Linked DNA regions of Mus musculus: region 1 is linked to region 2. Evidence: chromatin contacts called from public Hi-C data. All regions are on one chromosome and are shown on one strand. The core of a region is the stretch at or near the end of the contact, and the rest is flanking DNA. Distances in the headings are between cores, read along the strand shown.

Region 1 (4,072 bases), core at 797-3,296, 150 kb after region 2:
ACTATCACCTTCTCTCAATTCAAGACCCACACAACTGAGCCACCCCACCCTCCACCCTGCTCTTACAAGTGCTTAAGACTTTGTAGCTCTATCCATAACTATATAACTATCTTGGGAAGCAGACGGCCCAAAGGCTACAAAGGATATTCCTGGCTGAAAGATACATTTGGCCAGCAGAGACATGGCCTCCACTGTACAGGCATGGGCTTTTAATGGTTATGCTGATCAATGGGCCAACGGTGCAGTCAACCAGTGATTGGGAAGGTATGATAGACACACCTTGATCTTACTACATCTTTGTTCTACTGGACTCAAGAGTTTACATAGTTGGCCTCTTCAGTGTCTAATCCATAACTTAGGATACGTTTTCCAGGATCATAACATTACAAAAAAAATCTATAAACCAAAATACGAACCTAATACGAAGCTAGTTCACCTTCATTTTACTTGGAGCTTTCAGTCTCTTTATACAGAGGCCAGATTTCTTGGTGTGGTGCCTCCCCCCCCCCCCCCGCCCATGCTAGCTAAACAGGCTTATAACACTCCATCTCTCAGTAATGTTGTGTCTACTTATTGTTGTTCTCATTGTGACTGGGAGTCACTCATTTTTCTTTTACGGGCCCCAAGTATCTGTCATGTCTGTTGCAAGAGCATCTAGCTGACTCTCAGTAAAGAGCTGTTAAGTAAACAGGAGCCTTAAATCCTGAATCGATGAGTACAACCTACTTTGGAAAAAAATCACAAAAGGAGAGTGAATGGTACTTATTTTTCTCTTAATTGCTTTATATCCACACAGTCACACTTTCAGCCCTTTCTCCATACAGCCTCCAGGGTCTACTTTGGAGCTCTGTCTATCCCACAGACGATAGGCCTACCCGTGTAGTGGGACTGTCTTTCCTACAGTTTAAATGTCCCGTGTCACCTGCCTGGTAACCAACACTGCACAAGTCTTCTAAGGACATACATTAGCAAGCCCAGAGCCACCTCCCATCAGCAGCCAAGTTGTCAGCTTAGCTGTGCTCGTCATTACACCTAGAATTGTAACTGAGTAAGATGTCCCAATCCAAGGCTTTACAAGTAGACAAAAGACATCTCCTTGAAAGTGTTGTTTATTCCAGAGAATAATCAAGCAAACAAAAAACTAACAAAAAGGAAAAAAAAATGAAGAAGACATTCAGATAATTAGAGGGGAAAAACATTAGGATTTTTTCAATTATGACATTTTTTTTTCAATCAGCTTAATAAAAACATCCCTGTATCATTTTATGTAATACAATTTAACCTTATTCTGACCTTCCTCATGAGACAAACAAGCCTCTGCATCCAGTAAGGTTCCGTCTGAACTATGGACGTTGATAAGCAATACCTTAATTGCATTCATTTACATGACTTTGAAACTATTCTGGGCTGAAGTCATGACTGCAAGGTCACAGAACACAGAAAAGCAGGACGTGTACCTAGGAGAAAAGATCCACTGACAAGGACAGGAAGCACCCCCTTCACCCCGAGTTAGGAGACATCAAAGGAGTGATGCAATCAACAGGTGCACGCACCCATGCATGCCGGCACATCTGTGCACGCACACTCAGGCCCACTTTACAATCACATACAGAACAATAAGAATATGTTTGAATAAGTCCATCACATACTCTTGGCTCTCATATCTGCCTAAAACTGGGGTAAAGAGGCATTCCATATCCTTTAGCAGCATTAAAAAAAACCCAAAACACATGATAGAGCTAGTATTTTCTACCATCACACAACGATTTCTAGAAACTAATATATGTGTACGTATATACAGTTATAAATAAAGGATGTTATGTATATTAAAATTCTAACTCTGTAATGTATACAGCACCCTTTGTTTATAATTGTTTCCCTAGTTGACCCATATATAACACAACAACCTTACATAAGGGTCAAGGAAACTTATGGAGGAAGGGAGCACAAAGATAATAAAAGCCAGAGAACAGGAAGTCCTCTACGAGATTGTATCTGGCAAAAATGACTGGGAGGCATCACCCACGAATCCTCAACAATATGGCTGCATAAACAAGGTCTGGGCAATGACACCACCAATCAACATGCAAGCATGGGGGAGGGGACTAGAGGATCTTACTGGTCCCCACCCATAGACACACAACTACAGATAACTACAACTAAGAAGCTAAGCAGGAGAGAATGGAGAAATAGTCTTCTCACCAGTATAGCAAAGGGATTCGACTGGGCAGGTTGTTTTTTATGTATCTTTTGCATTTATTTACCTATTTAAAGATAACTACTAGAGAAAAGCAGGCCATGAATTTGAATGGGGTGGGGGCTGGAAAAGGGAGGGGGAATTGATGTAGTTGTATTTTAATTAAGATTTTCTTTCCTCCTTAAAAAAAAAAGATCTATGAGGGTAAGGTGGTAGCTCGGTGGTGGAGTGCTTACATAACATGCACAAGATCTTTCCATCTCCAGATTAAAAAGAAAAAGCCATGAGTTTCTGTTTCATTTTTAATAAGTGGAACAAGCATATGTTCCACTAACTGACTAGAAGACCGCACTTCCAATGTCTCGGGTCCAGTCATACTGCATTAATAAAAGAAAGGAAATACCATAGGTTGAAAGAAATCCACTACCATAAATGACAGGGCACAAGGAGTACTCTTCAAACGCCAAAACGTATCAAGATACACTGAAACAACAACCCTATAAAACAGTTCCTCTACCATAATAAAATGCAAGTCTAAAATAAATTAGATACCACAACACTTTAATTCACCTAAAGAAAGGAAAGTAAACTACACAGATGGGCTGTAAAATACGAATAGATAGATAGATAGATAGATAGATAGATAGATAGATAGATAGGTATATATAGATATATTAGATTCTTTTATTATCTATAGATATAATATATATTATATAGCTAATATATACATTAGATATATTAGCACCAACATAAAGCATCAAATGTTTGTTTGTTTGGGGTTTAATGTACTATCCCAGGAAACTGTCCCAAAATGCTTCTCTCAGTCAAGTCTCCTATATTTAATTTACTAAGCAAACCCTTTGACACTATGCCACCTAAACCAACCTTTTGCAATATAAAAATGACTTAGGGGAAGAGAAACGACACTACAAAAGCCGTGCTTCGTCACCTTCTCTCTGTAGAGAAGTGAAAACATGTTTAGCTCTATAAGAGGAAATTCTCGCACATAGTTTTTGATCAGAAGGAGTATGATGCTGAACTCAAACTCCCAGCACGGCTTCCTATGGACTTCCCTACAGCTTTCCATTGCGCTAACACCTCTGATGGCATGGGGCCCAGCCCACTGCAACCTAGGATCCTCTAGGAAGAACTGGGATGGGTTGAGTGCACACCTACCACGCTGTATGTCTAACTCGCTCCAATAGCATCAGATCACATACGTCACCTTCTCTTTTTCTGGATGCTCACGCCTGTGGAGGTCAGAAGCTGAGGCTGGGTGTCCATCGCATGTTCTGAGACAGAGGCTCTGCCTGAAGGTGGAGCGCACCAGCCCATCGTGCTGGTCTAGCTGGGCCCTGCGTCCACAGCCCAAGTGTTAAAAGACTGCAGGTTCTAAGCATCTGACTCCTTGTTCTCATGCTTACACGGCAAGCGCCTTGCTGACTGAGCCTCCTCCCTACCCCCACTGTGTCCTTTTAAAGTAATAAATTAGAAGGCTTTATTTGTATATATAAATTAATTTGCTTTGGATGAGCTTCGTTTTGAAATACAATTCAAGGTCAATTTTTAGCTTTACAAGAGGAATTTCTCTCTCTCTCTCTTTTTTAACCAGAACGGGTGTGAGGCTGAGTTCAAACTCCCAGCACTGCTTCCAGTGGACTTTGCTACATCTTTTTATTTGCACTAACACTTCCAGTGGCATTTTTGTTTTCTAATAAAAAGGCCACATTGTTTCTCTCGACACTTCTTCAAAGCCCACCTCACTGACAGTGGTTTAAGCTCCTAGCACATTGATTGTGATATTATCCTAAGTTCTAAAACAGCCACAAAATGTCAGGATTTTCCCACTCCTCGGACATTTACAAGACATAGATG
Region 2 (4,266 bases), core at 1,092-3,591:
ATAAGACTGCCTTGTCCGGCGCTCCTTTACTCCTTCCAGTCCTGGCTCCAGAGTGCTCCCTGCAAATCCACGAGGAAGATGAAGCCATTTTCTCTAGAACTATCACATCACCCGTATAACTAAAATGTGCTTTTCGTTTTGCTCTGAACCCCCTTTCAGTTTATCTCTACTAGGGAGCAATCATTCCATTCCTCCCCAGGAAGCTCTCAGAGGTGGAGTGTAAGGTGAGGACTGAAGACCTGCGATAACTCAGTCCAGCACGTGGGCCACACCTACCAGGTCTTGGAAAATAAGATTGGAGAGGGAAAAGGAAGACAGGAGTTAGCAGAAGGGAACTTGACTGTTGTCCAAGCACAGGGGCTCAGCTTCCCCACTCAGTTCCTTTCTTAGGAAAAAAGTCATTTCAGTTTCCTACACTGGAAGGTGGATGAAGTCTAAAAAGCCCCCTGCTGGCCACTCCTATTTCCACCCTATCAGTGCCTTTAAAATATAAGGCATACAAATTCCCTTACTTTAGCCATATTTATAACATAGTTTAACTTTCCATAACTAACTGGGATTTCTTCTACTTTCTCTTTTATTTAATTAAATCGACTATACCAATGCAAACTGCTAAAGACATGTCCCTGACTTGACTGTCTTTGATCTTTTTAAAAAAATAAAATAAAATCAATTGTTTAAAAAAAAAAATACATGTTTCTGGTGAAGTAGAATCTAAAATTATGTAACTAATGGATTGGTTTGTTATTTTTATCCTAAAGTGAAGAGAAATGTTGTTGTTTTTTTTTTTTTTTTACTATCTAAAGAACATGAAAAAAATTTAAATTAAGTAATAAATCAGTTTTGTCCAAAATTATTTAGACTAATGATTCCCTGTCTTAGTCTAGGAAACTGGCAATAATTATGCATAACAAACAAAAGCCTTGGCTGACTTTGTTCCATGCTCTAAGTTTACTCTACGAGGTCAGTGTGCAGACTTCTCTAGAAAAGAGAATTTCCTGGGGCAGACTGACCCAGGTTGTACAGGAATGTAAATAAAAATGATTGAGGATTCCTTTCTTTGCATAGAACAAATATTTCATGACTTTGTATATTATAATCCTCTTTCTCGTGTCTAACAAAGACATCATAGCATCAGCCAAATACTTAAAGCCTACTATTAAGATAAAAGCATTACTCCAATTTGTCATCACTTCTATTTAATTATATTTGTAAAAGAAGTGTGATTAATGGCACAGAAAGCAGATGCTTTGTAAGAGTGACAGCCATGTCACTGTGAACACAAAACGTTCCTCTGAAATGGACTCCAGGGTCTTCTGCCTAGCAAACTTGGGCAAGCGTGGACGTGCAAGAGAGAGCTGCCACAGTAATGTTTTAGTATTGCCATAGCTTTGGATGAGATTCTCTTCCACGTGAACAAGTCTTTCCTCATTCCTGACATCACTAACCTTTAGCAAGTCTATGGTTCCTCCATTCCACAGCCTTTGTAAAAACAGGAATGAATCTGCTACATGGTGTTCTGTACGTGAGCTTAAGAACGTTACTTACTGTATTCCAGAACACATTACTCCTTCAGGCTAGGGATACACCTGCATGACGGAACATCTCCTACCATGTGTGCATTCCTGTGATTGCTTCCTAACACCACAAAGGGCACAAAAAAAAAAAAAAAAAAAGGCAAAACCTTAAGCTCTCAGAGTCAGCATTATGAACGCAAGCCAGGACACGCTAAACTTTTCCTGAGGCAGAGTCCAGTCGAAAACTTTATGACAATCTTCCTGGATTGAGCTTTGCCTAAGATCTTCCCGTTGGTCATGAGACAGTCAGGGGACTAAAAGTGTGTCACTTGATTAAGTTTTTCAGGCTGATAACAAGAAGGTAAGCAACTATGTTATCCAGGAGGTTCCAAAGTCCCATGTCCATTCTGGGTCAACTACAATAATTCCCCTTCCTACGTCCAGACACTGCCTGTCACCTAAAGCCCATTAGGGGGCAATTTCCTAAAGCTGAACCCGAAGAGATTATGGGCTGCCCAGCTCAACCGAAGAAGCCAGCTAGTGTGAGTCACCAGAAAGTTCCTATAACCTAAGAACTTCTCTTACAGAAAATGCTACTTCCCAGGCTATCAAAAGAATCATCTTTCCCCTCAGGGCAAGGCTGGCTCTGCACACACAAATAGAGAGCATTTTCTTCGGCCTCCAGTTCAGATGGAGAAGAGTGATTTCTGTGTTGTTTATGTTCACTTGCTCTTTCAACCTAAGTTCAAAGGTTTGACTGCACCTCAGCACTTCAAACCCTTGGGCGGTGATCGCAACGTTCCATTGCATAGACACTCCTGAGGGGGGCAACATTGAACCTGTCAAGGATGGTTTCCCCTGCTTCTGGGCTCTAATGCTTCTCTCTCTACCAGTAGAGCTTTCAGCAGGAAAGACTCATTGATTTAGAAAGAAAAATGCTCCAGGTTCAAAGTTGAGCCAAGCAGTCCTTCCGTCCCACCAACAAATGCTAAGTACATATTCACTCGTGTTTGCTTTCTCAAGAGAGATTAGGAAAAGGAAATAGGAACACATTTGTATAGAATTTTCCTGAATCAAAAGTTATTATTGAAACCCAATACTATCCTGAAGCAAACAACCTTCTATACACAGTTTTAATATCAATTAGTTAATTGAAAATACTAATTGCCTATAAAAACATTCCATTTTCACTGAAAAACATCCACAACACATAAAGTATATTTAAATATACGATACACTAGGAAACAAAACAACCTGGAAGCACTGCTAATTACTTTGTCTTGCCAAGTTTGAACAAAGGGGATTCAATTTTGTTTCTTTAGTTCTGGGAACTGAACCCAGGGTCCTGTGCATGAGAAACAGAGAGTCAGAAACTCCAAATGTTGAACAAACTTTGACTTCCTCATAGAAAAATGAACCAGTGATTTCTCTAGACTCTGAGGGAAAAGCAGTCTTTTCAGATTATAAACTGTGAATGCCCTTCTCTTTCTAGACCACTGTGTTATGACAAATTGGCTACGTTTTATAACTGAGCAATGTTTTGACTCTTGGGGAATACTATAAAGTATGGAAAAACATGTGAGTATACATGTACTCTCATATAACCCAATAAGCTTACGTCAGTATAAGTGTTTTTGAACTGACTGTAATAGTCTAAGAGTTTGTGTTGACAGGAAGCACATAACCAAACACATGATTATGTTAGTAACCATATAAATATAAACTTTAGTGAACTAGAGCATTTCATTCTATATTACTTCACTAAGAAAATGTACTTGCTGCCTTAAGACTCCTTCACTGTACACTGATGAGCAGCTAGGATTCTCAAAGACTCTCAAATCCTCAGCGTTCTGTTGACTTCGGATTATGCACTTCTCTTGTTCACAGGGACCCTTATCCACTTGACACTCACTAAGCCACTGCTGTGAACTTTGCTTTGAGTTTGATCTCAGTGCTCTCCAAAGCCACTAATCATTTCTTCAATGTAAAACACAGTGAGTGCTTGGACATCACATATTTAATATTTTTGAATGATATTGCTACTTTCCTTAAAAATTTGCATTAAAATCCAACTCCTGGGGCCCCAGAAATATGACCTTACTTGGAAGTAGAGTCATTGCAGATGTAATTTGTAATAGGATGAGGTCATACTAGAGTAGGCTGACCCTTCCGCCAATATTTCTGGTACTCTTATCCATAAATGTGTCTCTGATGTTAGAGACACAATGTGACAGTACAGACAGATTGTTGTGCACTCCCAAACCAAGGCAACCAAAAATTTCTGGAGAACCATAAGAGAATCAGGAAAGGCAACAAAGAGTTACCCTACAGATTGTAGAGGTGGCCTGTAGCTTCCAACAACTCCAAAGAACCTCGAGACAATAGAGCACTATAGTTTTCAGAAGCCTGGCTTAGAGTAGTTCACCATGGAAGTCTACTGCATACCTTAAGACCACTAAGCCCTGCACTGTATTTTTTTCAAACAACCATACTACAGTCTCAACAAGATTCTTCCCAGTTCCTAATATGCTGAGGTTCCTTGAGACACCGAAAAAACCTCACACTCTATGACCATGTATATGTTAGGGCTTGTCAAGTTCATAACCATAGTTTGCCTACATCAACCAATGAACTATATGACTATATAGCAGAGCAAGCTCAATCATACACAAAGGGCATATCCACTCTGAGTTAATATACATCCTTCCATTTATTTCCCCAAAAGTAAAGCAAAAATAGTTCTACAGTA

Evidence for each region. Hi-C and Micro-C count contacts between places; a contact is called where the count stands out from the background.
Region 1: a Hi-C map of pancreatic cancer cells shows a contact between it and region 2, with 2.7 times the contacts expected there. The contact joins two enhancer-like sites. A contact is called at or near these places in 4 of 39 promoter capture datasets (the 3T3-L1 cell line, 3T3-L1-derived adipocytes, hippocampal neurons and 1 more), 1 of 15 datasets of contacts at CTCF or cohesin (pro-B cells), 53 of 484 Hi-C or Micro-C datasets (the 63-12 cell line, the AML12 cell line, B cells and 38 more) and 6 of 115 datasets of contacts at active chromatin or transcription factors (bone marrow-derived macrophages, a colorectal cancer cell line, double positive thymocytes and 3 more).

The regions. Positions count from the first base shown.
Region 1 is chr16:76,352,970-76,357,041 of GRCm38.p6, forward strand. All of the region lies in intron 1 of Nrip1 (nuclear receptor interacting protein 1), which reads right to left. Among named protein-coding and RNA genes, the nearest start is that of Nrip1, 18 kb to the right of the region's middle. Within about 2 kb of position 2,047, at least 53 of the 459 cell types and tissues checked have an H3K27ac peak or open chromatin away from gene starts, as enhancers often do. A contact at or near this core is called in DN3 thymocytes and Th17 cells, where this site is marked.
Region 2 is chr16:76,200,045-76,204,310 of GRCm38.p6, forward strand. The region is part of intron 2 of Gm30507 (a long non-coding RNA gene); the gene reads right to left. Among named protein-coding and RNA genes, the nearest start is that of Gm30507, 47 kb to the right of the region's middle. Within about 2 kb of position 2,342, at least 58 of the 459 cell types and tissues checked have an H3K27ac peak or open chromatin away from gene starts, as enhancers often do. A contact at or near this core is called in DN3 thymocytes and Th17 cells, where this site is marked.